Linked DNA regions of Sus scrofa: all the other regions are linked to region 3. A link is a contact called in public Hi-C and targeted proximity ligation data. All regions are on one chromosome and are shown on one strand. The core of a region is the stretch at or near the end of the contact, and the rest is flanking DNA. Distances in the headings are between cores, read along the strand shown. Region 1 overlaps ETV6 (transcription factor ETV6). Region 2 overlaps ETV6 (transcription factor ETV6). Region 3 has its middle 58 kb from the start of BCL2L14. Region 4 overlaps ETV6 (transcription factor ETV6). Region 5 overlaps ETV6 (transcription factor ETV6).

Evidence for each region. Hi-C and Micro-C count contacts between places; a contact is called where the count stands out from the background.
Region 1: a contact with region 3 is called in a targeted proximity ligation map of alveolar macrophages. A contact is called at or near these places in 3 of 47 Hi-C or Micro-C datasets (embryonic fibroblasts, subcutaneous adipose tissue and undifferentiated spermatogonia) and 1 of 2 datasets of targeted methods (alveolar macrophages).
Region 2: a targeted proximity ligation map of alveolar macrophages shows a contact between it and region 3. A contact is called at or near these places in 3 of 47 Hi-C or Micro-C datasets (embryonic fibroblasts, fetal liver and undifferentiated spermatogonia) and 1 of 2 datasets of targeted methods (alveolar macrophages).
Region 4: a targeted proximity ligation map of alveolar macrophages shows a contact between it and region 3. A contact is called at or near these places in 1 of 47 Hi-C or Micro-C datasets (embryonic fibroblasts) and 1 of 2 datasets of targeted methods (alveolar macrophages).
Region 5: a contact with region 3 is called in a Hi-C map of liver, with 4 times the contacts expected there. A contact is called at or near these places in 1 of 47 Hi-C or Micro-C datasets (liver) and 1 of 2 datasets of targeted methods (alveolar macrophages).

Annotation. Positions count from the first base shown.
Region 1 is chr5:60,669,756-60,672,558 of Sscrofa11.1, forward strand. The region is part of intron 1 of ETV6 (transcription factor ETV6); the gene reads right to left. Among named protein-coding and RNA genes, the nearest start is that of ETV6, 110 kb to the right of the region's middle.
Region 2 is chr5:60,651,842-60,654,541 of Sscrofa11.1, forward strand. The region is part of intron 2 of ETV6 (transcription factor ETV6); the gene reads right to left. Among named protein-coding and RNA genes, the nearest start is that of ETV6, 120 kb to the right of the region's middle.
Region 3 is chr5:60,414,714-60,417,722 of Sscrofa11.1, forward strand. No RefSeq gene overlaps it. Among named protein-coding and RNA genes, the nearest start is that of BCL2L14, 58 kb to the left of the region's middle.
Region 4 is chr5:60,603,239-60,605,938 of Sscrofa11.1, forward strand. The region is part of intron 2 of ETV6 (transcription factor ETV6); the gene reads right to left. Among named protein-coding and RNA genes, the nearest start is that of ETV6, 170 kb to the right of the region's middle.
Region 5 is chr5:60,551,984-60,554,845 of Sscrofa11.1, forward strand. All of the region lies in intron 4 of ETV6 (transcription factor ETV6), which reads right to left. Among named protein-coding and RNA genes, the nearest start is that of BCL2L14, 200 kb to the left of the region's middle.

The DNA.
Region 1 (2,803 bases), core at 81-2,580, 260 kb after region 3:
GGAAGAGGAGGGCAATTTACATCGCAGCTCGACATACCAACTGGTTTGACTTGCAGTCCACACAGAAACATAACTTCCGTTCGTTTCTGTGGTTTAACTGGGCAAAGTAAAGTGGGACACACACGGTCCAAAAATAAGGTGGTGGTGGGGTGGTGGGTGGTGGTAGGAGATCCGTAAGTTGCCATTGTGAAAACAAAAATCAAGAGCAGAAGAAAAAAAAAAAAAACAGATTAAAATAAAGCGAAGGGGGTGTTTACGTTTTGGAAAGAGTTCTCTAACATTTTAGACTCTATCAACTGTGCAAAGGGAAGCAGGGGAGTCCCCCAGCCCTGGACCAAAATGAAGCTTCTCTTCTGCTTATAACCTGGAAAGTTTGGTGGTTGTGGTAGGAAGTTTCAATTTTAAATGAATATATACATACTTTTTTTGTAATTTCCGAATGGAATCACTATACCGTTCCTGAGGCATCCTCTACTGGCAACTAGGGCATTTGAAACACTTCTGTTTAAACGCACTTCTTAAAGTTTCCTAGTGAATTTTTTTTTTGTTGTTGTTGTTGTTTTATGCTTTTACCTGCAGCATATGGAGGTTCCCAAGCTAGGGGTCAAATCGGAGCTGCAGCTGCCAGCCTACGCCAGAGCCACAGCAATGCCAGATCCGAGCTGTATCTGCGACCTACACCACAGCTCATGGCAACACTGGATCCTTAACCCATTGAGCAGCGAGGCCAGGGATCGAACCTGCAACCTCATGGTTCTAGTCAGATTCATTTCCACTGCGCCACCACAGGAACTCCCTCCTAGTGAATTTCTTACTGAAGGGCAGACACCCTCGATTTAAATTTCACCTCTGGATCAATCAAGGTGTCCTATGAAAGGTAGCCCAGAGGCAACACCTTCCACTTCACCTTTTGTGAACTTCACCAAACATCACACATATTTGGGGCAACTCTAACTTAAGGATGAGTTATATTTTTGGTGTTTGGTTTGGGGGTTTTGAGGTGAAAAAGGCAAAGACAAACACACATATGGGAAACATACAAAATATGTTTGGGGGTTTTCAAGGTGAGATAGGCTTTTTTTTTTTTTAAACAGTTAAACATAGTCTGTTTTTCTAGTGTAAAAAATTCTCCATAGGCTTCAACCCTCAACTAACTCCCCACCAATATACGTCTAGCTATCTTATCTACCGTTAACTTTATTCCCAGAAATAGCTTTCTGTTTTGTTGGGGTTTTTGCAGAAGTGAAACTGTTGATGAAGAAAACATCGTGCAGCCAGAGCTTTCAAATGGCATGGCGCGAGCGCGAGAAAAAAAGAAGGTGGCATTTCGTAAGACAGTGACTTTCTCTTAAAGCCAGGAGAAACTGACAAGATCCTGTAACTGGTCCGGACGCGTGAGAGAGGCCACCTCAAGCCCAGCTCCTCACCCTCACCGGCTCCATCGAGGTGGGAGGAACCCAGCCCTCACAGCAGATTTGACTTTGTTTCTTGGGAAGTCGATCGCGAAGCCTGCTGAGAAAAGGGTCGAGGGAGGTGTCACCTTGAAAATGTATACACTCTGACTTGCTACATTATCGTGTTGGGCCTTCTTTTTGTTGTCCTTTCTTTGGAGCAGCCCCCTGTGTGTTTCCATTTGTGCCTGGTCCCCTGTCCTTATTGCCACCTGAGTCCACACGGCACGGCCGGACCCCTCGTGCCCAAACAATTCGAGATGAAAACCGCCACACTATGTCATGATGACACCCCTAAAAAGAAGGCCCGAGACTAAGGGATTGTGGACCTCGAGGGCCGTGTACTCTTGGTGATGGTTTTCACTCAGCAATAGAGCAACACCTTAAGCCTGGGATGGAGGCTCTTTTCAAAAGGTTCGCTGACATGTGGAATCTGAAAAAAAGGACAGACTGAACTTCTTTGCAGAACAGAGGCTGACTCACAGACTTTGAAAAACTTATGGTCTCCGGAGGAGACAGTTTTGGGGGGTGCGGGATGTGCTTGGGCTCTGGGATGGAAATCCTGTGAAATTGTGATGATCATGATATAACTACAGATGTGATAAATTCATTGAGTAATTAAAAAAAAAGTTTCAAGGACGAGATTTGTGCGAAACAAAAGAAACGGTAGGTACTTTGACTAAAGGGGGAAAAAGCAAAATGTGCTTTTGGGCCCTCAAACAATATGCTAGTGGCCACACACCTACAGTGACCCTGGGTTTGTGGCCAGCAGCGGGAAAGGGGACCCCAGAAAGGATGCTGCCCAGTGTGGGCTCCTGTCCAAGGAGAACCAAACTCACACCTGGGGACCCCACACCACAGACGCATCTCCTTTATCTCTCTTTTTGTTCCTCTCTGGGGTGACTGACATGGTTCTCATTCTTTTTTTTTTTTTTTTTTTTTGGCTGCATCTGCGGCACATGGAGGTTCCCAGGTTAGGGGTTGAATGGGAGGAGCTACACAGCCACAGCCACGTGGATCCAAGCCGCATCTGCAACCTACACCATAGCTCACGCATGCTAGATCTTTAACCCACAGAGTCAGGCAAGGATCGAACCCGAGTCCTCATGGATATTAGTCGGGTCCATGACTGCTAAGCCACAATGGGAACTCCTGGTCCTCATTCTTAAATCTACTGCTGTAACCATGCACCTAATATCCACTGTGGCACAATCCCCAGACTGTCAGCCATTAGAAACATGAAATAAATAGCGTCATCTTTGGGAGTTCACATTATGGCTCAGCAATAATGAACCCGACCAGTATCCACGAGGACATGGATTGAATCCCTGGCCTCGCTCAGTGGGTTAAGG
Region 2 (2,700 bases), core at 85-2,584, 240 kb after region 3:
TTAAACAATGTCAGAGTTGAACAGAACTTATTAAAGTCATAGAGTTTGACTTCCCCCAATTTTACAGATGAATAACTGAGGCTCATAAAGGTTAAAGAGCTCACTCCCAGCCACAGAGCTATTGAGTAACAGCCGGGCTTGAACCCTGGCCTCCTGACCCTAAGTCCGAGATTCTTTCTGCTACACCATGTGGCCTCTCTAAACCTCACACTTCATTTATTGCCCTCGCCCCAGAGCCCAAGCACACTGCACACAGAGAAAACCTCCAATAAACATCTGCCAAACTGATCTCCGAATCCTACACTCCTGCTGTTTCAATCGAATACTGTATTTCAATCCCAATAGTGACTAAATAGCAAGAGCTATTTGGCCAAGGCTTTAGAGGCGCATACAAAGTGCTTTGGAAGTCATAATCGAGTTTCCTCACCATACTGTGGAAAAGGCGCTGCTGTGCCCATTTTAGAGATGAGGAAACTGAGGCTGAGAGGTGAAGCCACTCGTCCCTGGTGACGATGCCAGTGGTACATAGTTAGAGCTGGCCCTTGGACATCCGATCCCCAAACCTGTGCCTTTTCTCCTCCCTTAGCTCAAGCCTAATTGATATTGACCCCAAATGATAACTGCCATCATTGCTTCTCCTGGTCTGTTCCATAAAAAGAGAAGTTTAATTCATCAGGCGTCTTCAAGTCCATTTAAAAAATGCGAGCTGTCTAAACTGCATAAAATGATACGTTCAGGTATAAGAACATCGTCGGTCCAACACAGAGCCTTCTTTTCTTCAACAAACCAGGCTTTGGACTCAGCTCCCCAGACCAGAAGAGCACTCATATTTACTGCCTGCATGATCTTAAAGGCCAGCCTGAGGAAATGGCTGCTTTTTCTTTTTTTCTTTTTTTTTTTTTTAAGCCCATTGCCGAAGACATCTTCAATCATTGCTTTGTGTCCACCGGGGAAGGAAAGAGGTCCTTTCTGTGGGGCTTGGCAGCATGGGGCTCGTAACAGAACCTTCTCGGGCCTCCGTGGGGGTCAGGACTGGGCCAAGCCAGAAAGAAAGGCAGCAAGAGAGAGAGAGATGCGCCCGGCCTCCCTGCTGGTGGCTCCAGGGCTGTGAAGACAGAGACGGTGGCAGCTAATGGCGGGGGTGGGAGGACGGGAGATGAAGCAGGCTGCGAGGGAAGGTGTGGGGGACGGATCTAATCCCGCATACAGAAACCTGTCAGGATGGGATTTATTTTTGTTCTGTGAGGGAGTAGAATAGGGCTTTGCCTGCACGCTCAATAGCTGTTTTGAAGTGAACCCGGCTGGTATGTCTTTAATTTGTCATTTCATTATGAAACTGTTTCCCTTCCAAGAAGCCTTCAAGTCAGGAAGCTCTGTCTGCCCACACAGGAAATTCCTTTGCTTCAACTTCCCCAAAAAGGAAATTTCCCTCAGAAGTGAGCCCAGCATATGCCTTTGAGCAGAGCTGTTTCAAGAAACTTTGGCAGCTGAGTCCTGAAAACACCCCTGGCCTGCTGGCTGCTGCTGGGAGGCTGGGATAAACAGTGCGGTTCTCACTCTGGGGGTGGGGACCCCACCGACACGGACCCTGGCCTGCCTCTGCCTCCCTCTTCCTTGTGCTCCTGAGCCCATGTGCCCCCCTGCCCACCTTGGGTCACACCAAGGGCTTGAACGCTCCGAGAGGCTTTCATCAAGAAAGGGGCATCTCCAAAAACTTGCCTGCCACACACACCAGCCCTGCAAGCTCCCATTCTTGTCCTCAATCCCCCCCTCCCTACATTTGAGATTTCTGGTAGAAAGATTGCAGTATTCCAAACAAAGAGCGTGCACAAAAAATAAAACAGCCAATTATAGTTCCGAAAGCATGTATATTGCCAAATTACCTTCTATCAGGGGTGGTGGATTTTTTTTCCCCACAAACTTTCCCGGTGAGGATTTTAAGTAAAACGTGCAGGGGGAGAAAAATATCCCAAACCACAGCCTTATAAAAATTAATCTCTCAGACATACTGTGAATGACTAAGTGGGTGAGAGCCCAGAGCAGCTGTGCTGAAGTGAATAATAATATATAATATTTTATGAAGCTTCCTAGTACAGAGGCATTAGCAGAAAACTGCCAGACTCTCAGTTAAGTTCTTAATTTTCCATTTCAAATCACTTCATTAAAAAAAAGAAAAAACAAACAAAAAAAAAAAGTTGAGAAAAAGAAATCTAAAGCACAAAAAGAGGGATGGTGCCGAACTTCAAACTGGATCGTAGGCAGTGGGACAAAGAGGCCGAGAGACAGAGGAGGAACGAAGGCAGCTCTGGATTTTCACCCTGGACTTAAGACGGAACTTGAATGGCAGAGCGATGGGGTCTGATCTTATTACACGATCCATGTGCCAAGACTCGGTAAGGGATACTGTTTACCAGGAAACAGAGTGATATTTAAGGGATAGCAAGAATCCTATAGCCCACTGAAATCTGAATATATTCACCCTGAGGTTTGGGGTTGTGGTGGATGGTTTCTATAGAGTGGATTTACGATCTTCTTTTAGGGAGTTATTCTGTTTTTCTAAAATTTATGAGGTTTTAACCACAGTTGGATCGCAGAGGGGGATCCAACACAATCTTTCGCGTTCTTCAAGAGAACGGGCTGGGGAATAGGTCTTTGGCTCAGCCTGGGAGGAAAGGTGTGGACTGGAGCGTCTGAGGGCCC
Region 3 (3,009 bases), core at 113-2,612:
TGCTGAATTAGGAGAGCACGCCTTCTAGGATGTTCTGGAGGCGGTGGGGGAGCCGTGATGATGTCATTTTCCCTGAGGAACTTGTACACTGTGACATCCCTCCTTTTTTTTTTTTTTTTTTTTTTTTTTTTTTTTTGGTCTGTCCAGGGCTGCACCTATGGCATATGGAGGTTCCCAGGCTAGGGGTCTAATCAGAGCTGTTGCTGCCGGCCTACACCAGAGCCACAGCAACGCCAGATCTGAGCCATGTCTGCAACCTACACCACAACTCATGGCAATGCTGGATCCTTTAACCCACTGAGCAAGGCCAGGGAGCGAACCTGCAACCTCATGGTTCCTAGTCAGGTTCATTTCCGCTGAGCCACGACGGGAACTCCTTTCCTTCATTTTTTTTTTCAAGTTTTATTGACGTATCGTTGATTGACAAGGTTGTGGTCATTTCTGTTGTGCTACAAAGGGATTGATTCACTTATACACAAACACACATCTATTCTCTTACAGAGTCTTTTCCCACATGGGTTATCACAGAATGTTGGGTAGAATTCTCTGATGACACCCCTCTTTGAGTTGACCCGGCTGGATCCTTTCTACTTGTTTAGCTTCAGCTTTGAAGCGGAACATCTATTTGCCTGTCACACACTGGTCTCTTCGGGTGTCCAACTCATTCTGGTTTGCTGGGGACTTTCCTAGTTTTCATAACGAAAGTCCTGCCTCCTGTGTATCCTTTTAGTCCCAGGCAGACTTGGGCTGTTGGTCACCCCAGATGTCCGTGAAGTGCTGGGACGGTTTGATGTGTGCACAGAACATTCTAGATGGTCCTGGGTAGGAAATGCATTTGCTGCAACAAAGCATAGCTCTTGTCCTCTCTGCCCAGACTGAGAGGGGCGCCTAAGGCCTGGGGAGGGGTGGAGGGCACAAGGCAGAGCCCAGTGTGGCTTTGTGTGTTGTCCCCATGGAGGTCACCCCAGGGCAGAAAGTGCCCAGCAGATAGAGGTGCTTCAAGCAAAGCTGCAGTCATCCAGCCATCTCCTTGTGGGACGGAGCCGGGCCTCCCAGGATTCATTGAATGGAGAAGCTGATGGGGAAATCCAGGAACTCGCAACCCCAGGTCAAGCTGGGCTCTCCCTCCCAGAGGCCACAGCCCATCACGTGCCGAAGTTTCCTGGGAGCGCTGCTCTTCCCAGGCTGCTTCCCTGTCACCGGCTGATGCTGCAGGAAGCTGGGGGAATCAAAAGAGCCGGAGCCACAGTCCTTCATGAAAACATGGGGTGTAAAACAAATGACCTCGGGTATCCTGAGGGGGGGTGTGGGCACAGAGGGCACGTGGAGGATTTCTCCCACTTTCCCCGCACTCCCGGCTCACCCCCTGGGGGGAGGGTGCAGGGTGGTGAAATCAAGCCTCGGTTCACTTCCTGTATGAAGCCCAAGGAAGTCTTTGGCAAATCTAATCCAAAAGTTATTGCTCAGGCCCAAATCCAGCAACCCCTTCATGCCCCCTTCCCCCAGGAAAGGTTAAATAGTTCCCACAGGGTGCAAGAAAGGGTTATTGAAAACAGCAGTTTTTTTTTTTTTTTTTTTTTTTTCCTTAACTTCAGCACTTCTGGTAAATCTCTGATCCAGCATCTAGTGGTTAACCACTGATACAGGAAATGACATTTAACGTTTTTATCACTCAGCCAGAAATGGAAGAACAAGGCAAGTCTGTGTTTAGGGAAGATGGATGGCTGCCCACCACCTTCATCTTAAAGGCGCGCCGGCTCTTTTCCCAGTTGCTCTGGGTGTTGGCTCACATCCCCCTTGGGCTGCTCCATGCTGACTGTGAAGAGGAAAGGCGGCAGAACGTTCAGGGCCTTGCTGCGCAGAAGGGGAGCCCAACTGTTGTCAGCTGTTGAGCGGCCCTGGGTTCCCCTTTTGCAGGAGCCGTTGCGTGTGGGGACAGGCAGGCAGGAAGTGAGTGTGGATGCCCTCGGTCCCAGGCGCCACAACCACAGCATCAGCCTGGGCTGGCGGAGCCCGGGGCCACCCGGTCGGAGTGAGGCTTTGAATGGAGCCCCGTCCACTGCTAAGCGGAGGATGGTCTGCACGGGGTCATCGCCTCCTCGCAGACAATCCGCGAAGCAAGAGCGTCGAACACCACAAACCACAGCAAGACAGTGCATTTGGTTTCGCTTGCAGTTTCCCTGGGTCACTGGGTTCTTCTCCATCGCTTTGTTGTTGTTGTTGTTGTTGTTGCCTTTTTTGGATGAGGGGTTTTCAGTGCAGCTGCAAAGTGGATTCCTTGTAAGAACAAAAATAACACCACCAACAACAGTAATAAACACTGAGATTGTTGAGTGGTAAATAGTCCAGATGCATGATCTTTACTTGCTCAGAGTCTAGAGCTGGTTGGCACCATAGCCAGGCAGGAGTTGAACCCAGGTGTGTGGTTGCCAAAGCCATCCTGCCCTCTGGTCATCTACTAGCAAGCCTGACCCCTGCCACACCCACTGGGCAGAGAATTGGGAGCCCCAGGGTCCTAACAGTGGGCACCCTGCCAGAGTGGGGGTGAGGAAGGTCAGTCAGTGCCTTGTTGGCAAAGATGGGTATCTTCCCATATTAACTAGGGCCCCAGGGTCTCTGATAAAATCTCTGGGTGCCGCCCTTTGCTTAGCAGGAACTCAGATGATCCTGATTTTGTGAGGAGTCACTCAGGTGCAAATTCCCCCTCGTCCTCCTGCTCTCTGCCATCTTCCTGCGAAGATTCCTGCCCTTCGGATATGTCTCCATCATCACAGCTGGCAGGATGGCGCAGTGGGCAAGCCCTGCCCTGGAAGGCAGGGAAGTTGGGTTCTGTGTCCCCTCTATGAAGCTGATGGCTTGGCGAGTCCCCTCTTTTCTGCTCTTCATTGTCTGGGGAGGACAGAGGTGAGGGCTGCTCACAGCCTCTTGGCACTTCAGTTCACCCATCTGTGTACTTGCTCTGCAGAGTAAGGACATCGAAAGAGCTCTGAGAAGAAAATTTATTCTTCC
Region 4 (2,700 bases), core at 138-2,637, 190 kb after region 3:
CAGTTAATAATAGCTTTACAAATTCACAGAAGATCAGATAATAGAGGTTTTACTGTAACAGGGTTCATGATGGTTAAAAGAATCAATGCATTTTCCAAAAGAGCCTAAATCATTTCTAGGAAGTAACTCATGCTCTGCGAGAATAGGGCAGGATTTACAAGGAAGTGCTTGGTACTCCCTGGAAGGAAAAGTGCTATATAATTGTAAGCTGTTCTTTATTCTGTGCCTGAGGTCCTATCCACTACCCATACAGGCTCTCCTTAAATGGAGTGGAAGATTTCTCCAGCCTTTCCTAGATCCAAGGAACAGAATGCAGCTCAGGATAGGCATATCACGAGAAGAAATCTATTCAAGGTCACGTGTGGAAGGACCCTTTGCTTAAAGGAATTTGGGCTGGAAAAGAGTTCTCGGCTCTGGCTTGAAGAAAAAGAGAGGAGGCAGTGCAGGAGAGAGGGAGGGAGGGAGAGTCACCCCACATGCTACTCGGCCACCAAGGACAGAGTTTCTGCGCGGTTTCATTAGAACATGAAACCTATTCTGTCGACTATGAGTCCACTGTGAGCTGAAAAGGAGTTAGTTCACTTCCTTAGCATCTGGGGTCCCATCATTCTGAGTCATGGCCACATTAACTCTGCTACTGAAAAAGCAAGAGCTTGGCAGCACAGCCAAGCCCACGGTCACGGTGCCCATCCCATCACGCAGGCAAGCAGGTTTCCCCCAAGTGCAGTTCAGTAAGATGGGGTGCCCTGGGGGATGGGCTGCGGAGGGGAAGGGTGAGGGGAGGGGGCTTTCTGTTCAAAGCTGGCTACTTTCTCTGTAGAATTCAATTCTCCCCAACTGGGGAGGATGGAAATCTCTGATTTCCTGTATCTCTTCTAAAACAATGAGGCTCTCCCACCCCCATCCTGGGAGGGCAGCTTAGCTGTGGCTCAGGGCTCTGGCTGAAGGGAACTGGCCTGGCTGAGCAGCCACTCAGCAAAGGGAGGACATTCATACAGGGCTTCCTGGGGCCTCATGGATGTCAGGGCGCCCTGCCGCTCAATCATGTAGCAGGAAATCACTAAGCTATGAGGATAAAGACCAGTCGGGGTCCCTGTGCAGCTTTAGGGCAGGTTTCTATTTCCCCTTGTGGTGGAGAAGCGGCTTCCAAACTGCATTCAAACAATACAGTCTCCAGCAAGGAAGAAATGAAACCCTTTAAATCTTCAGCCCTTGGAGCAGTACGCTCCCCTGCTGCTCTCAGCCTTTTGTTACAGTCTCAGGAATGTGTACTTAATAGAGAAAGCGTGGTTTTGTGGCTGCTCTGAAAGAATACCAAGGTGGGTAGGACAGACCTGCCTCTCACAAGAAACCCTCCCACTGGCTGACGGTGGCCCATGCTGGGGCCATGAGGAAAGCCACCAGGGACAGTGCACCCCCAGTCCTCTCCCCAAAGTGCTGGACTGAGAGGCAGGAAATAATCCCAAACAAGCCTTAAATGCATTTGAGGGAAGGTGTGTTGGTGAGAGGAGTGGCTCTAAGGAGGTCTGCCATACCGCTGGCAGTGACTAATGCGGGGGGGGGGGGTACCCGAGAATGTAACCTCCCTCAAGGGGCCTGTGCACAAAAAAGGCAGTCTGCTTCCTGTGATTTAGCCTAACAGCACCCAGCCCAAATATTGCAAGGACTAGTGGTGGAAGGGACCTGAGAGCTTATGCTCCCCAGCCTTCTGGTAAGAAGGCAAGATTCCCATGAGGAGTGTGAAGACATTTCCCAAAAGGGGGAAATGGCTAATAAAAATGGATAAGGGAAGGATAAAAAGTATTCTGAGCAAGCAGAGAAAGGTTCCTGATGAACAAATACCTCATTCCACATAAAACATTTTAGAGTGTTACATAAACTTTCGGTAAAGCCAAGGCTTAGAATTCGTCAGCATTAGGACACTGCTACTGCCACGTGCGTGCATCTGATTTCAAAGGGATGCTTTCAGACAGGGGGAGCCTTATGCACAATTCTGAAGCAGGCAAATTCCACCTTGGCTCCCCAGTTCTTTGCCCTTTTCCCTTCAATGACAGGATATGGTGGAATGAGAAGCAGTGCAGGCTTTGGGTCAGGCAGCTCTGGTTTTAAGTCCCAGCCCTGGCCCAGACTAGCTAGCATATGACCCCAGCAGGACACTTCATTTCCTGTCTTCATTTCCTAATCTGTAAAAAGTGGATCTCAACTCACACGGATTGCTGTGAAAATTACATGTGTGAAAGTGCTGGGTCCCCAGCAGGACTCAGAAAAGTTGCCTTTCTTTTCTTCTTTCTTCCCTTCTCTCCCTCTCCCCGAAACTTGTGTCGTGATCTACACATCCCTGTTTCCTCTCACCCCTCATCCCCCCATCCATTAAAATACGCTTCCAGGAAGAGATCTAAAAATGATTAATGTTCGAGTGAAATGACCACCCAGAGCTTAATGAGCCATCTCCCTGGTCTCTGGGCTTTTTAAAACAAAAATCCATGTTCAAGGGTAGAAATCCAGGCACTGAAGGAAGGACCAAGAGGTTTTCCAAAGGCAGAAAGTCTTTTCTGGAAACTGTGAAAAATGGACAGAAAAGCAGATGACCCCAGTGGCAGGGTCACCAGAAAATGTTCCAAAAGACACTACTTCTTGGAATGATTACCAGGCTTTGCGAAATTGTCTTTCCCTTTCCTATTGACTGCCAAGGGCTATATT
Region 5 (2,862 bases), core at 43-2,542, 140 kb after region 3:
GTAGGCTGGCAGCTGCAGCTCTGATTGCTACCTAGCCTGTGAACTTCCATGTGCTGAGGGTGCGGCCCTAAAAAGAAAAAAGAAAGACTTAAGAGACACATCAAACCATCTGCAAAGTACAGACAGACTTGCTTGGGTTGTGATTCAAATCAACTATAAAAACTCTTATGAGACTGTTGGAAAAATGTGCACATTCATAAAATAGCTGATGATACTGAGGTGCTATTCGTTTTCAGGAGATGTGAAGGATCTCTGATTATAATTTTATAAAGGGATTTAAAGTACTCAACCTTGCAAGATACAGGTTGGGATGACAAGTACCAACTTCCTCACTTTAACCTCAGTGCAAGTAAATACTTACAGGGTACCGATTGGGCCCGTGGAATTAACTTATTTAATAGCTGCGATAATTAGTATGATAGACATGATCTGTGATCTCTCAGGGATGAGGCACGTTTTCTTTTCAGAGCTAATATGGATCAATTCTGCCCTCCACAAAAATGAATTTATCTTTTGTCCATGGTTCACGTCTCATTTGTCACCGAATATGATCACGGGAAGCCATATTTAAGACAGCTGCATTTTGAAGTTTCATATATTTTCTTCTAAATGCCATTTACAGAACGTCTCCCTTTCATTAAACTTATTCAGGTTTAAAAACACTCAAGGATGATGAAGACGATGTATTTCAAAATCCCATTTCCCGAATCCATTTCCTGTCTTACAAATTTCCAAACGGACACAGGCGGTGGCCAGTCGTCTGGTTACCTGCAGGCTTTCTTTGATGTCCTGGGTTTCAAGGCTCAGTGGATGGGTGTGCACTCAGGACAAGCCTTAGGAAGTCGGGGAGGGCTGCGAGAGGAAGAACTTTCATGCTAAGGGGAAAAGAGGAACTGATGTAATGTCCTGGAGAAATTTCACTCTCTGTTCCTGCCTAGATTTTGGGAACAATGACGGAGGGAGATAGTGCTCTGGACAATCCAGCTCAGATCTTACTTCTGACTCAGGATCTGGGCAGGAACAGGACTCGGAGGAGCTTGATTTATTTATTTCTCGGCAGACACCACTGAAAGAGGAAGTACTTGATGAAGCTGATAACATTAATGGCAGAGAACTGGATCTAAGGGTATTTAATTCCAGGCTCCTGGTGGTCTGGGCACAACCACTGTCAAGGCCGAAAGGTCTGCCTTGAGCCCTTCCAAGCTTTGTTTCAGGTTGCAAAGCACGTGCCCACGTTTGGAGTGGATTCTGACGTTGCTGCCCTGCTGCCTCTGTTATTATAAGTTGGCAGCGGGGTATGGAAACTTATGAGACCAGAGGCGGCAGGCAGAGAAGCTCCGGACACAGGAAGTGCACTGAGAGGACAGTGGGTGCATTAAATCCCCCAGATGTAGGAGTCTTCTGTCTAAAACAAGAAGTTTTTTTTTTTTTTTTCGGTCTGGCCTTGATGTCTGGGTTTGTTCTTGGTGAACGGCCCAGCTGGAAAACTGGGAAATAATCCACATTGCCCTTGGTCTGAAGGTCTTGATATGGGAGAGAAACACACAAGGAAGAGAGAGGAAAAGCCGCAAGTAATCGGTCAGTGGGAAGACCCAGGTCTGGTTGGGACCTCATTCTGAAAGTACTTTCTGATCCCAAACCCTTCTCTCTGTAGACCTCTTCTAGATACAAACCAGCCCTTCTTCTCACTACCAAAGAGTCCCCCACAAATTAGGACTGTGAATGTGATGGTCACAAAAAAGGGCTGATTTCTTTTCTCAGCTTCTTTTCTCATTAGAAAAGTGTCTCCAAAATTCACCCACATTTGACCCAATTGGAGCTCCCGTTGTGGCGGAGCAGACATATCCGACTAGTATCCATGAGGATGTGGGTTCGATCCCTGGCCTTGCTCAGTGGGTCGGAGATCTGGTGTTGCCATGAGCTATGGTGTAGGTCACAGATGTGGCTCAGATCCTGCGTTGCTGTGGCTGGGGTGTAGGCCGGCAGCTGCAGCTCTGATTCCACTCCTAACCTGAGAACTTCTCTTTGCCACAGGTGCAGCCCTAAATAGTCAAAAGCAAAAAAAAAATTTTTTTTTTGGACCCAATTTAATCACAATATATAATGATTAACTAGTAGACCCTAAAAAACAAAACTCTGCCTTTGGTTAAAGTCTTGGGGTTTGACTAGGAAATTTCCAGGGCAGAGCACAGGCTAAGATCAAGTTTCTCTCACACCCCAGGATCACATTTCCCCATTCATGCTTTCTCTAAGCCCATGGATGATGATAAGAGAAGTTAGGGAGATGAAAGTGGTGGGGGGGGAGCAGGTAATTCTCACTCATCATCCTCAGTGATCCATATGCCCCCGCAACACCAAAGAGACCATTTCCCAGACAGTTTAGTAGGAACAATGCATGATATAAAGACCTATACGAAAATGAAAGGCTCGAGGCTTTTTTTTTTTTTTTTTGCTTTTTAGGTCCGCACCTGCAGCATATGGAGGTTCCTAGGCTAGGGGTCAAATTGGAACTGTGGCTGCTGGTCTACACCACAGCTCACGGCAACGTCAGATCCTTAACCCACTGATCGAGGCCAGTGATCGAACCCGCAACCTCATGGATGCTAGTTGGATTCATTAACCGATGAGCCAAAACGGAACTCCTGCTCCGAGTTTTGAGATGGAATTCAAAACAGATTTCATATACATACTCGGGTTCTGTCACCCCCTGATACGACTTGTGTCCCCCCACTCCAAAATCTGTATGTTTACGCGCCCCCCCCCCATACCTCAGAATGTCACCTTATTTAGAAAAAGGATCACGGCAGATGTCATTAGGGAAGATAAAGTCATGATGGAGCAGGGTGGGCTCCGGTCTGGCTG